Regions from separate parts of the Bombyx mori genome. Here region 2 is linked to region 1. The links are chromatin contacts, called in public Hi-C maps. All regions are on one chromosome and are shown on one strand. Each heading gives the region's core, a stretch centred on a gene start, on an enhancer-like site or on the middle of the called end of the contact. The rest is flanking DNA. Distances are from core to core; before and after follow the strand shown. Region 1 has its middle 18 kb from the start of LOC119630303. Region 2 holds the start of Iap (inhibitor of apoptosis protein).

The links. A called contact is a pair of places that touch in the nucleus more often than the background predicts.
Region 2: a contact with region 1 is called in a Hi-C map of midgut, with 3 times the contacts expected there. The contact joins the promoter of Iap here to the enhancer-like site in region 1. A contact is called at or near these places in 4 of 7 Hi-C or Micro-C datasets (middle silk gland, midgut, posterior silk gland and 1 more).

What each region holds. Positions count from the first base shown.
Region 1 is chr23:8,234,871-8,242,831 of ASM3026992v2, forward strand. It overlaps a transcript of iap2 not described here. Among protein-coding and RNA genes, the nearest start is that of LOC119630303, 18 kb to the right of the region's middle. Within about 2 kb of position 4,296, at least 3 of the 8 cell types and tissues checked have open chromatin away from gene starts, as enhancers often do.
Region 2 is chr23:8,316,704-8,324,664 of ASM3026992v2, forward strand. Iap (inhibitor of apoptosis protein) reads left to right here and starts at 3,679. Exons shown (of 2, transcript NM_001043559.1): 1 at 3,679-3,899. The coding sequence starts at 3,884. It overlaps LOC101743139 (a long non-coding RNA gene), which reads right to left and starts at 602. Exons shown (of 3, transcript XR_009976263.1): 1 at 1-602.

The DNA.
Region 1 (7,961 bases), core at 3,046-5,545:
GACGGAATTCCTCAAGCGCCTACGCGTTGATTAAAATCGAACAATTAATAAAATTTATTAAAGAGATTTCGTCTCATTTATTTTAATGCTTAATAAGTTTATGATTATGCACTTACTGCATGATATAATTATTTCTAATCATTGGATACGAATTAGAGCGATGAACCGTACATTATGAATGTTTGAATTAGTGATGAAAAAAAATTTACGATGAATCAGATGATCGTGGCACAACCCTTATAATTAGCGTTGCCAGATTTTTTTTAGCCCATAAGAGGCAAATGCTTAAATAGGCAGAAAACTACGAGAATTTAGTTTTTTACCCGGGTAAAAAAAAAACTAAATTATATAGTGACATTTTTTTTTTCTTATATTTCTCCGAGGAGCATGTCAGTTTTAACATATTTTTATCGGTTTTAACATATTTATAAAAATCAATACAATTATAACCATACGGTTGAAATACAGGACAGAGTCAGTCCCGCCGGGACATTTTGAATTAAGCCTAAAATACGGGACGTCTAGGGAAATGTGGAACGTCTGGCAACCCTACTTATAACCCAAGTACACTTTCTGTAGAATTAACATAAGTCTGTTTATTTTTTAGAAAAATAGATAAGTAGAGAAAATCACTGTCAACATAATATCTCTGTATGTATCTGTGTATATTTCAATGCAAAGAATCAAATCTAAAAATCCGTTCTAATAAGAATTTTAACTACCCATGCAACTATATAGTATGTATTAGTTACATAATAATTAATTGAGTTTACTTAAAGTAAATCATTTAAATTTTGGTGTTGTTTAAATCTTATCATTTAATTTGGAAAACTAATTGTATATTAAAAAAATACGTAAACAAATATATTTTGTGAGTATATTCAAACATTATTGAAATAGGAAATTATCTATTTAACGTTTGAAATTAAAAATTACAAATATTTAGAGAAAAGAAAAGAAAAAATGTTTTGAATATTAAATATTTGTAGACATTTCGCTTAGCATTCAATCTTACTCGTCTAGTACTAGAATTCAAACTGTGGGCTGAGTAGTACTTACAAACTCTAGTCTCAACGTCACATGTTATAGATAATTTAATATGGAATTAAAGATAAATCGTTAGTTCCACGTCGAGACATTGACATTCACTCAGACAGAGAGCAGTCTGACAATTGAAGACATGAGTGGATGAAGGGGATATGATACAAATTGTTAATTTTGAGAAAACGGGTAACAAACTTTTGTTACTTGTACTTTTTCTTCGTACATAACACCTTCATGACATGCAATTTCTAAACATAGCCTTTAAACCCGGAGTTTTAAGGTTTAATATGGTTTATAGGCACATACACCTTCATTCAGTGTAAAAACTCAAAAATCTTAAAAATGGTACGTTATCCCTTCCTCTACTCATGTCTTCAATTATTGTTGATCAAAAAAGTTATGCTTTGTTTACGTTATGCAAAAGGTTTTTCTAGTAGTAAGCCTTAAAACTATAATAGATTTTAGATTGTTAGATCACACATACAACGCATTGATATTGTAGTGAATTGATTGAATAGTCTTTTAGATAATGTTTCCGGTAACTAATAGTTAAACTTAGTGAAAAATTATGTATAATAAGTTACGGCGGATGCGTTGAGAAGAAAAAAAAATGTTTTAAATTGATTTTGTAGTTACATTTGTATGAACTTTTTGTTCCAATTTATGTCGAAGTAAGTTCAGTTGATATTTGAATTTCGTTGAACGTATTGATGATTTTTAATTTAATTAAATCAAATTAATATTATATATTTTAAGTATATATATATTATTATATTAGGTAATTTAATTTAATGTAAACTTGCCTTTCCTTTTCTTTTAATATTAATAGTGCAATAAATTGTTTAAATGATCTGAAGCGATGACACGATCATGGACGCGGTGCTCGCACAAAGTGACAGATTTTACGTCTTAATGCGTATAGTCTATAAGCGTTGTTCGCGTTTGTACCCATTTAATATACATTGACTTCTCTCACTGATACTATACGAACTAGTTTTCTTCCAATTTCGTTTCCATCACAAACATATCATGGAAGATAGAGATTGAGCGACCAATTTATTTCGAAATTAAATATAAAAAAGTATATATTTGCAAACGCTAAAGGCAACGTTTGTAGTTTTCGAACTGCCTATTTACGGTAAACGGCTGTGCTGATATATTGAATTAAACTTAGGACGTAAATTGTTAAAAATTTGAAAGAAATCAAAAGCCTTAAAATTCGATAAGAAAACGATGGAAAGATCATCGGGAACTGTTCGTTATAAGTCGTAACTTTTAAATTATGACTACAATAAAGACAACTTATCGTAATACTGTCGAGACTTTGGTCAACAGCAAAACGAAAAAAAAACGACACATCGGAGAAGTTAAATTTGAATGTTTAAATAGTTTGAGTGCGAAGAAACTGCCGCATTGTCATTGTCAAATAGCACCTCTAGTACTTTCGGAGTGAAGCAAGAATACATACAGCACGTACAGACGCGAATCCAATACGATCTAAAATAGTGTAAGCGCCTTTATCGAAGATAGCGGGAATTGTTGTGGAAAAATGTTGTTAATGTTATTTTTAGATTGTAATTGGTATTTGAAACGATATTGAAGTGGGGAATTACATGGTTTATAACCACGAATAATTGTTTTATTGAACGTAATGTGACGGCAACGCGAAATTTGTGCTAATAATGGCCATTCTGTCTGGTACGTTAGTTTGATAGTGCCCTATTTCTCTATATAATCTCGGGGTCCTTAGTTTTCATTTAGAACTTTTTACATTTGCACTCTCTCTGCCTTGAGAATCGCTCGTGTTTCTGCAATATGAAGTTCTCCAGTACGCATTACGCAGTAATTTTTAATTATATTCAAATTCAGTGGAAAAAATTGTTTTTGTATAGTTTTGAGCTGTGCAATAACGATTACTATGTTTTTCCTTTGCATCTCTCGTATTTTTAATGGAACAAATATATTTCTTATTTATTTTAAGATAGCGCAAAAGTTCCTTATCCAAAATCAATCCAAATTTTTTTTACTGGTGGTAGGATCTCTTGTGAGTCAGCGCGGATGGGTATCACTACCCTGCCTATTTCTGCCGTGAAGCAGTAATGCGTTTCGGCTTTAAGGGTGGGACAGCCGTTGTAACTATACAGAACTATACTTGAGACATTAGAACTTATATCTCAAGGTGGGTGGCGCATTTACGTTGTGGATGTCTATGGGCTCCAGTAACCACTTGGTAAACAGGTGGTGTGTGAGCTCGTCCACCCATCGAAGCAATAAAAAAAAACATTTTTGATCAGCATTCGAAAAAAAATAAAAAAATAGTTAATTACTGACTATATTAGGTATAAATATGTGATATATATATATTTTTTTTTATAACAACGAGATATATATTAATACGGTATATTATTATGTAAATGGTTGATTGATTAGACGACCCACCCAAGATAAATGGCATCTCATATCTTGAGACATTTCATTTTCATGCATGCTTGCTTCAAGTTTGAGCTCACAATTAATCTATACCATCATAATTATTCAATTTTAATTGTAACGATAATTTTTTTTTTGTTATCATTTTTATCAAACCTTTTTTAAAGATATTATAGTGAGGGTTATTCGTAAACATATGACAGGTACGTATTTTAAATTAAGTGCAGTAATACTATTATTAGGTAACAATATGTGTGACAGTTAATACTTACATATTGTTTAATCACAAATGGTACCTATTATTTACAGTATATTTATTAAATATAGTATACGACCAGTATTTAGGGATCCAGAGACGAAAGCTCTATGCTATATAAAGAATGAGCGTTTCTACACCAGACTATTAACACCACTAGATAATGAAATCTTCCTACGTTGTCGGCCGAAGTTTTTGGTTATCAAACACAACTATTGGGCCTTCCAGATTTTCTGAAGTCCGCCCATTCATCCTAAGGCGAGGTCTCTGGACGAGCCTTTTGTAGTTTTGTGATAAAATATAATTTTTTTACCATACCTAATATAATCAAAAGGTTGGTATGTAAATTATTAAAATGTAAGTGAAAGTTTTCTGCTTTCGGGTATTTATCAGAGAGAAATTTATGGAACGAGCTCATGTCCCAATAGGACAACCTAAATATCTTTTTCGTCTTCTCATTCTTTTTCGTTTACCTATTACTGGTAACTCGAGGTGTAATGCTATACCGAACATGTATACGAGCTCTATGGGTTCAGTCAGAGAGACCGAAATACCGCTATCCGCTTGGAAACGTGAGGTAGAGTTAATGCGAGTATTTGCATTATAATAAACTACATCCACGTCTCTTACACTAATGCTTTTACTGGCGGTAGGACCTCTTGTGAGTCCGCGCGGCCTATTTCTGCCGTGAAGCAGTAATGCGTTTCGGTTTGAGGGGTGGGGCAGCAGAACTTATTCTCAAGGTGGGTGGCGCATTTACGTTGTGGATGTCTATGGGCTCCAGTAACCGCCTAACTCCTGGTGGGCTGTGAGCTCGTCCACCCATCTAAGCAATAATAATAATACATTTAATAGTTCAACTGAATACAAAATAAATTGTAGAACAGAAGGATTTTCGCGAGCTTTAATATTTCACGGAACGCGAGAATGTCATTACGCAGGAATGAAGCAAAGGGTAACGGGCCGAACGTTGTTCGTCGGGTGTTCGTTTTGTCTGATCAAAGGCGGTTTTTTTTAAATAAAGGTGAAGTGCGTTAGTTCGCCACGGCGCTTGAGGCGTCTGAGCGAGAATAGTGGCGCTCGGAAATAGCTCAGACGACGGCACACGTCGGCGGGATGCATTTGGAAATGTATTAATATGCGAAAGTCTGCTAGACGGAATGATTCAGCGCGATAAACCCCGCATTCCATTTGATTTGGCGTCCCTAAAGTTTTTTCATTGTTGATTAACCCGACGTATATCAAAAGGTCAAACAGTGTTCCGTTTTATTTGAATAATGAATTTATGTACTCCAGTTTTACGCATACCTCTTTTTTTTATTTATGCAACGTACACCAAATAAGCGAGTTTGTCTGCTCGTATGCAATAAGAGAATAAAGTCCTGTAAATGTTTTTATCAGATCACAAACATTTGTAAAACCCAATGTCGGTCCCGTTCCCAATTTGAAAATGCGTAATAAATTCCGGGGCAAAGCTTTTTATATTCCCATGAATTCCGACTTTTTTATTACTGTGCGTTATCGCTTCCAGATAATTCTACCACACACCATGACCACTATCAACAATATTTTTTTGTATTCATTACATATTTTTTTGGTTTAAATGTTTTGTCGCCAGCCTCAATAATGTTTACTCGGTGTAAATAGGTATAATTTCAAAACGATAAAGTTATTAGCTCACTACATCACGTTCGCATGGATAGTTACCACCGTCCAGCCTATTCTGGCTTGATGGGTGGGGCAGCCGTTGTACTGTAAAAACGGAGACTTAGAACTCTTGTCTCAAGCCTTACGTCTAGCAGGTGGCATTGACGTTTAGATGACTCTGAGCTCCGGAACAATTACTCCATCCATCTACGCGAACAATTAAAAAGAAAAGTACTTAAACTTTTCTGTCGTCGCGGTTCCATTAGGTATGTATAGAATGGTGTACAGCAGTCTTTCTCAAAGTGGGCGATAACGCCCCCTGGGGGGCGTTTGAAACCTAGAGGGGGGCGTTAAGGGGTCCAGGAAAAAATGGGGGGCGTTGATGTGGGTTAGGGGGGCGCTGTAAAATTTGTAATTTCATTTACTTTATAGTATTTTAAATTTTACTAAAATTAAAACTCACCTACTACACAATAACGAATAATTAGTTTATATTTCTACGCTGTATGATGTTATAAAAACTTAAAATACAGTCAAACCTGGGTAAGTGAGAACTGGATAAGTGAGAAAACTCTATAAGTGAGAGTAATAGCCAGGACCCGTCATTTTAAGCTCCCAAAACCTCTATTAGCGAGAAACAGAAACCTCTGTAAGAGAGAGTCGTTTTTCCCTTATGGACCTCCGTAAGTGAGACTGCTACTTATCTTTACCTCTATAAGCGACAGTCGAGCTTTATTTAAATATATTATTTAGGAGGAACAAATGACAAAACAAATTCTGCTATTTTATGACTCATTCGTAGCTTTCATGGAACTTCCTACCATTGTTTTTGTATTGTTTTCTCGTCAATATTGAACCTTGTGTGAAACTAAATAACCTTGTTATTTTATCGCATTCTTTTCGAATGGACACGTGTGCCTGTGTACCGTTCTCTTTGTCGGACTTACTCTTTTTTTTTTATCGTTAATTGCGAAGGAAAGTTCTGTTCTGCATCATATTAAAACGGAAAATTAATGTACTGTCATTAAGTGATAAACTTAAAATAGTGAATGCGTTTCAATCCGGAAAACCGCGAAATGAAATTCAGAGAGTGCATTAGAGAGAAACTCGGTTTAGTGAGAAACCTCTATAAGCGAGAATGAGATTGTGCTCCCTTGAACTCTCGCTTATCCAGGTTTGACTGTAATTAACATAGATTTCGTAGGATAGCCCACACACCGTACGCAATCAAGTTGTAACAAGATTCTGCGGAACATGATCGATGATAGTTAAAAAATTAGAGCAATTTTACCTTAATTACATTGCGCCAGAAATTATTTTAAACATTAGAAAAAAAAAAACTACCATGCAGAGTTTTAAAATATTACACATACGTAAACTAACACAAATTGAGGTTTTCTTTACTTTCTTTCTTGTTTTTAACATAAGGGCATTTTAAAGCATTTTTCTAGCATGTTATAAGAAATTACTGATGTAAGAATCATAATTTTTATATAAAATGGAACTGCTTATATAATTATTGTTCAAAAACTTGTCTTAGATTATTATTTTTTACAATTTACCCATTACCGTCCAATGTCAAATAGTATAGTATAGTAAGCCTAAACAGCCCACTTATTGTAAACATTGTTTACTATTTTATTTCTATATAATAATAGATTGGGGAAAAAGTTCCTTCGCAATTTTTAAGAAAATTCACATTTTTTAATATAATTTATTCACATTTAAGTAAAGTATGTCGGTACCATTTTGTTCGATAACTTTTTGCCATCTTGTAGGTAGGGACATGATCCCATTGCTATAGAAATTTTGGGGCTTCTGATCAAAATACCGCGACAATTGGTTTTGGCAGTCCTCTCGTGATGTTAACCTGACACTGCCTAAAGAATTCTGAAGAGGCCGAAACAGGTAGAAATCTGAAGGTGCAAGGTCAAAACTATATGGCGGATGCATTATAACACCTCCCAGTCAAGCTCTCTTAATTTTTGCTGAGTGGCTAAAGATGTGTGAGGTCTAGCGTTATCGTGATGAAAAACCACACCCCTTCTGTTGTATAATTCCGGCCGCTTTCTCTCAACTTCTTGCTTTAATCTCATTAGTTGTTCGCAGTTGAGTTCAGAATCGATGGTCCTGCCTGGTGGTAACAGCTCATAATGTATAATGCCCTTCCAATCCCACCACACACACAGCATCACCTTGTTGCGAGTTAACCTGGGTTTCGCCAGAGTCTGTGAAGCCTGATCGGCCTTTGACCACAACCTTTCTCGTACGTTCTTGTCGTACGTGATCCACTTTTCATCAGCAGTTATCAGCTTCTTCAAAAATGGTTCGGTTTCATTACGTCGTAATAAAGAATCACAAATTAGTATACGGTTCATTAGGTTTCTTTCAGTGAGCTTTTTTGTGTACCCAGTTTTTTTCAAATGCGCCATTACTATTTTGTGGTCAATTCCTAGTTCTTCAGTTACGTTGAACTACTGATATGCCGATCTTGCCCCACTTTTTCAAAAATGGCATCGATTTTATCCGTAATAAGGCGACCAGAGCGACGTGCATTTTTGACATCAAAATTTCCGGATTGAAA
Region 2 (7,961 bases), core at 2,429-4,928, 81 kb after region 1:
GGAGGTGTGGGACTTACTAACAGCTTCCGAAGGAGCCTAATAGCTCGAGGGTGGCTATTTTCCGAATGAATCTGCTACCGGATTGGAATCGCGACTCGCCGCGCAGATCGAAACTCAGCGGTCTGATTAACGACAGCTTAAAGTCGGACTGTATAATTACTACGAATTAGTACTCGACAAAACACATTAGCCTAAACAAATCAACAAGCTCATCAGTAGTAATCAGATGTTGTTAAATTTCTTCTATCTCACTTTTTGTTTGGCATTTACATTTGAATAAATTGTCATCATACCTGAAAGTAGCTCTTCAAAAAGGCATTATGTTGATGTTAGTAAAATTATATTGCCTTGATTTATAATGAAAATAAATAGAGCTTTGAGTTCTGTCAGTTCTACTCTATGGTTGTTGTTAAGTCACGAAGCAACTCTATACGTATAACTAGCTATAGGCCTGGCTCGGCACGGTGGGTCCATTCATTAAAATATGCATTTATAACTTTTGTACGTCTATACTTCTACATATTATTATATTAATACGCCGCCACTTTTCAGATCCGTGTTTATGATCTTTTTAATTCAGCCTCGCTCGTAAAACGGTCTAAGATATAAAACTTGAACAGAAATAATTTCGAACAGAACCATTGAAGTATTTTCCTTATGGTGTTTTAGAGATTAAATTAAATTAATTGTACGTAATAATTATAATAAATAAGTAACGATCATATCTATGAGCATTTTAGAAGTCATAATTTTTGTACAAAATAATGTACCTAAGTACTAATGTGGACTAATCTGCTAGGCTAACCTAGCAGATTAGTCCAGTTCGCATTTCATCTTATGATAATGGTTATCGGAGCCAATAGACGCCGCAAAGAGAATATCTATCTTCTACCCAATCCAGATATAAGTCGAAGTCACAATACCATCTAAAACAATTAATATTTTTAAAATTTTTAAATTCAAAGAGTCCATGCTTCATTACAACGTGACTGCCAGCATTCGGATTGAGAGATGAGATTGAATTATGTACCTATATAACGACTATAAACAGAATACAGATATAACTCGAGAAAACAAGAACCCAAACACTTTTTATGAAGTGCGTATTTCGTAAATGCGCAATCTGAATTATAGATTGTTGCCGGACACCTGGGCTCTCGCGTGATACATTTACTTCGCTTGACAGCTGATTTTGAATAGACATACGTTGAACGATGTGCAAAAAAAATACAGTAGAATGAAAGTAACACACGCTCTCAATTGAGAACCACTTCATTTGAAGTCGGTTGTATTTTTCCCATACACTGTAAACACTGATTTTTAAGACCGTGGCTAGTTTGTTAATTATAGTTAGTTTGGTAATTAAACGTTTAGAACGGTGTAGACTGCTTCACTCTGATCATAATTCACACAGGAAATATTTGATTTTGCAACAATAAAACTGCTCTCTTTTCAAGATCGGGACTCCTAAACATTATATATTATTCTTCGCATTAGGGACTCCAGGACTTCCCCGCAAATCGAAGTCGGTATGATTATGGAGTATGGAGAAACTTAAGGCTTTTTAGGTCGCTCACTAGAGGTTGTAGGTTTGAAATCTACAATGCCTATTTATAAAATGTTGATTTTCTAAGAAGTTTATCGATGTCATTAAAAGGTTAGTAGTAGTCGGCTCTACTTCATCTGCCAGCCAGTACAGGTTTGTGAATAAATAAAACATATATGCTCTCTCGTATTAATTAAGTATATTTATTTTTTTTCTAAGCTGATAGCCTTGAGAGGCTATTTCAGCGTAACCTTAACTAGTAGGTGAGCTCACGGGGCTTAAACTTGACGACGTTGCTAACACGAACCCTAACAAGAGCCGTGCTTCTCAGAATCTACCAAACTATATCAATAAATTAAACTGATAATTCTTTCTATAACGTTATTCGTATCTTTTAAAGAAACTTATAAACTTGAATAAAGCGAGGGTCCCAAATGCAAGGAAATTAGGACAATGATGAGGGGGTGAGAGGTAAGGGATGAAGACGACAGCTGGTGAGCACGTGGAAGTGCAGCTGTCGATGCTGCTGCACGCCCGCACACTCGCAGCTCGCAAGCTGTTGGCGCACCTGCCACGAGCCAATTTTTTTTTTTTTTTTCATCATTCGTTTATCCATGTTTTTTTTAATACATTTCATAACATTTTACTTAGTAAGTAAATCTGGATAGATACTTATTTTACATAGCCCGTAACATAAATAATCATTTCTTCCTAAACTTGGGTTATCATAAAGTCATTACCTACATTTTTAAAATGATTATTAATGCGTTTCGTATGAAATTATTTACTAGGAAATGGTCATTAATTAAAAGTTAATTAAAAAGCGCAAAAATGTTATGTTACGATTTTGTTGCACAGAAAATATTATATGTGCAGACATGCTAAAAATATTAGTGACGCAATCGATACGTCTTTCTGAACATTGTCAATAAACAAATCTACCTACACATAACATTAATTTATGTATGAACGATTATCACCTATCGGACTAGCATAGATTATATCGTATTTCGCATTATATCCGCGGCATCTGGAACAGAACGCCGCCGTTTGTAAATTGCCTTTTTCGTTCATGGTACTAAAAAGTTTTAATTTCATTTAATGTGATCTAAGTGTCAGTGTCAGAAACTAAAAAAAGTTACTAAGGTACATATTATTTTCTAATACTACTTTTTAATTTTAGATCGTCTTCAGTACAATACATCCTAACATTATGTGTATATGCAAAATAATATTCTGAAAATGGAATTCCCATCGGAAAGACAAAATATATAGTTTGTTTTAAATTACTAAAATGAATCAGGAAAATGAATCGACCGAAGTAAATTCAGAAAATATAGCAAGCACTTCAGGAGGTATGTATAAAATCGTTGTTACCCATTTTCCTCCAGACTTTATTTGATTGATAAGAATTATAAAATAATCGGAATTTTGAGGTAAGAATTAATTTATTATAAAAAAAGATTATTTAACTTAAATCCTACCAAATTAGAGGAATGGGTGAAACTTTAGAGAGTGGAAATGAAAGTGTAGATGAAAAATACTTTACTATAGTGCACACCGTGTGTAGGGTAGTGGTAGATGTAAACATTATAAGAGACTCAATGTCATATTCATAAGTCTACTCAATGTGCATTAAATGATACTATTTATTTAATCAGTAATAGATGGAACCCTAGGCACTATCAGCAAGCAACTGTTGATGAAATGACCTTTGAAATTGGCAATGAGGGAAAATATTCCGTAAAATTGTTGAAGTTAATCGAAACTAGCTGTATTTTACGGGTAAATCGGATACGGATAAAATTACAGAATACAGATACATTGTACTACATTTACTTTTTTAATTATTGAATAGGAGTTTTCTTCTCGTTAACATTACAGTCTCAACTATAAAAATTAAATGTAAATAGAAAAATAGCAGAGTTTATTTTAAATTAAATACAACAAGAGAGCGAAACAATAAATTCATAATCTAAAAAATCACTAAATTCTTTCGGCGGCTAAGGCTATGATTGGTTGATTCGTTGAGAGCGAGAAAAAAAGATTCATATTCGTACGTGTTAGAAAGAGTTCGAGCTACAATCCTATAATCCACTACTTGCTGCTCGGCTCGCCCATCGCTGGCGCTGCATTATTAAACTCACTTCACTTCGGTAGTGTGAATGTTAACGTGAAACTCCGCGCTCTTCTTTAGTTGCTACTCGGTTCTGTCTGGCTGCGTTGACGTTTTGGAACTTCATACTATTTTGTTTTTGCAAGACGAGTGTCAGTGATTAAACAAAAACATAAGAATATACGTTTTATGCGTTACTAAAAAAAAGGAAAAATATACCAATGGAGTTGACGAAAGGTAAAAAATTGCTTACATAACCTCTGTATCAACATATGGAGAATTCAATTTTATGAGTTGTTGTTAGTATGTTAGTAAAGCATTTAGTTATAAATATAAAATTACAGAGATTCATGTCAAGTAAATTTTTCTTAATATGGTTTTACTTTTGTTAGTTGAAATTAATTAGTGAATAATATTTGATTGTTACCACAAATTTTGTGGCTACTTATTTAAACTTCCAAAATATATTATTTATTAATAAATATTGCTCATAAATATTTCCATGTACATATAATTATTTTAGTGATTAAATACATAAAAGTATAGTTTTTCAAATTGGACTTCATACTTTAAAAACATTTTAATCCTATTAGATTTTATTTAAAACTTCTTTTAAATTATATCAAGAAAAACAGCAACTCTAGCAATACAATGTGTTTTACAAGAGACTTATTTTCTAGAATTCTGAGTGTTTATTTCTAAGAATACTGTCCAGTAATCTCCAAATAGATAAGAAACTATCAACATTTTATTTTAATCACAACTTGAACAAATGCTTAATCTGAATTTTGTGTTCAGATTATAATTATGTTTTGTTCATGTTTGTTTTTTTTTGAACTTTACTCGTTTGAATTAATTGACCTTGTCTTTATGTACACAGTACCCAACGTGGCCTCTTGTTTTGTAACAGTCACTGCCTTTAAATTTGGCAATGGCAGCTACCTATATAAATTTCATGTTGTTTTTCTATTATATGACTAACATTTGTGGATGCTACTAGTGTAAAATTAATTGGAACGGAAGGAAAATCTAATACACTGTCTGTAATAATATTTTTGATTGTTTAAAAATAACTAGGTAGATAGCATTTAAAAAATTCAAATGAAACAAGTACCGCCATCTATCGAATGATTGTGGCATTGATTATGTATACGAATACAGCCGGCGACTGTCAGGCCAATCACACTAAACATCATTCTTTCCAATCAAATTCAAAATAAAAAGAAATTTATTCGTTTTCAATAATAAAAAAAAAAATCTTAATTTTATGAACATTAGTGACAAGTAAAATTTCTTAACCCACACGCTGTATCTACGTATTAAAAAAAACAGCTTAATTAAATTCATTTTCGGATGTATTTTCTTCATGAAACTTAGAAATCTATCAATAATACTGCGGCTCATAATTATATAATGCCCATATTGTTACAACAGATTGTGCCTTTATAAGACCTAATTAAATTAAATTCGATATCAGTCAATTGAGTCATTTATATGCCAAAGTTCGTCTTTGTAACAAAGTTTGTTTTAGTCATGGGAAACATTGAATGAATGATTTCTAATGTATAGGTAAGCACGTCCACTGACTGCGTATCTAACCTATGTATGGCGCGGTCGAAATAATGAGAATATTTAAAAAAATGCAATTGGTTAATAAAAATATTGCCAGTGCCATTCAGGGTACTTCCATAACTGATAGGTGTCGCTACTCGCGTTGTAGCGGCATGAATGCTAAATCCAAAAAATTTTTGTTAACCACTACATACCATTATTGCATTTTTTTGTCTACCTAAACACCTATTCTATTCTGGCTTCATCCTTACTGGACTGGAGTATAACGTACGCTATTCATAATATCAATAGACAGTTCTAATAATTTTGTAATAATTAATTCTAACTAAGAAAAGTTTGAAATTGATAAACGCGTAAAAAATTATTCGAATTTCCAAGCGACGAAGGATATCGCGGTTGTAGTCATTAAAGTTTGTTTATACGCTCCGCTCAATGCTGGTTTTAGTATGAATACACGCTCCATCTGGCGGACGTTCACATCCGTTTCCGGGCCTCGATCCTTCAGTTTGTTTTTTCAACTTTTATAATGATGAGAGTAACCAAAGTTTGTTTAGACGACATTAACAAACGTTTAAATTCATTCATAGTTTTGAACTCATTCATGGTGTCAGCTGCGAGCTTCGAGATTGACCGTGGGTCTGTAAGTTTGTTAGGTATAAATGCGTTATGCGAATGAAGTTGTGTAGCGATGCATTTGTACGCGACAGTCCTCGTAGATAACCAATCTTAACAGATAAGAGTAGAGCGTAGGCGCTACAGGCGAGGCAAAGGAATTCGAAAGCCGAGCGGCGACCACCCATAGGCATGAGAACATGGCCCCGTCCCCTTCCCCACGCTGTTTGCTCGCCGGGCACCGCCTCTCGCCGTTTCCCAAGCACCTTGCTAAATTTTACTGAGATTTTCTACTTGTAATAATTTCCTTCCAGATTTTTTGATATTAGAATGAATACATTTTTGGGTATTAATGCCTTGAAAACAAGCTTTCAGATTATTCACATTAAAAAAAAGTGCTACGGAATTTAATAAAAAAACTTCAAATACTGTTTGTCTAAATTCCGAAGGGGCTTTTTTTCAGAAAATTTAGGCTTTGACCCACCCAACAGTAAACTGCAGCCACATTCCATAGCCCCTTTTTTACGTTGTGTGGTCGCGGTTTCCGCCGAAGACGGCAACGTCGCGACTTAAATATGAATGAAATCCGGTCGGCTGTGAACGGTACGGCAACGTCGCCCCAGACGATGCCTGATTGAGAACTATCCCTCCCGCTTCGTTCTTAGCGCCTTTTTACATGACCACGATCACGGCACGGTCGCCGTGCCATGTGTGAAATAGGATTGTGTGAGTTATGATACCTATGGTATGATGGCCGTGTAATTAAAAATGCTTTTTTGCGGCACGGAGCTATGGTTTCGCCTCACCATTGGACGCGAAGTCGAAATCTCAATTTCATCACATTAACGACTATAAAGGATAATAATGATCCTTCTTCCAAACCCGAACATACGAAGATGTAATGATTACAGCTTAAACATTTTCCCGCACGGCGACCGTACCATGACCGCAGACGTGTGAAAAGGCACTGTTGTGAGAAATACTAAATCCTTTTTTTTATCTTGGACCACCTTTTACACTGTAGGTTGAAAATTGTAAAACATCAATTATGATAGATACTATGTACTGTGTTGTCAATTTACATATGACATATTCTTTTTAAATAGACATGTTCTGTATAAAGTCAGAATGAGTGCATTTTAGGTGTCCATTTAAAGGAAAATTTCAATTGTTACAAATTATCTTTTTTTTAATACTGAAGCAGACAGCTGTAAACGCACCCCAATGACGTAGATGTGGAACCCTCGTCATTACGCACGCATGCGCATTTAGGGTGGTCGTCGCAATACGATACCGCCACCAAGGCAGACGATGTGTACGACGAGTATTTCGACAACGATGCTTGAAGCCAGTCAAACGCCATTATATAAAGAAAATAAAATAAATCTTTCTGGATACATAGTGTATAGTTTTAGAGAAATGTGCATTCAAAGTGTTACGTGAATGTTTCGTGTCGTCGGATTCGTTTAGACTTAATAATTCAAAAATGCCACTATTCGTAGATACTAAAAACAGAAATGGTAAATATCGATCGGTGTGTTATTATGCGGCCATTGTTTTACGATGTTTTTCTGAATTTGTTACTTTTAATATAAATTTTCTATCTGTAATGATTTACGAACGTTTGTTTAGAACGTTTTAATATAAGTCTGTTTTACTAATTTCCATAATTGCCTCTGTAATTCAGTAACATGAATGATACTGTTTACTTGTTTACATAGTATCACATAACTTTACTATAAAGAAAAGCGTAATAGGTTTGGTTTTTTTGTTGTAGAATTCTTATTTGAAAAATACATTCTTATAGAGTAAATTTTACTGATATAGTTTACATTCTATGTAAATGTAGGTAGGTGCTACGGATTATCCGTCTGCTTCCTGTTTTAATAACGTATTTACTGTTGTTGACAAGCTCGTTAATGTTTACGAGAATTCGCTTTTTGTGCAGAGAGCTCGAGTTACAGTTGGATTGAAATTCCTTTCTCAGTAGGTATGAGTACTCCGCGTACTGAATGCACGCAAACCGAGGGGGGTATGAGGTTCGCCGGGAGGGGAGCGCCGGGGATTGGAATGTCGATGACGCAGCCAGCCGGGTCGGCCATGGCCGCGTACTTA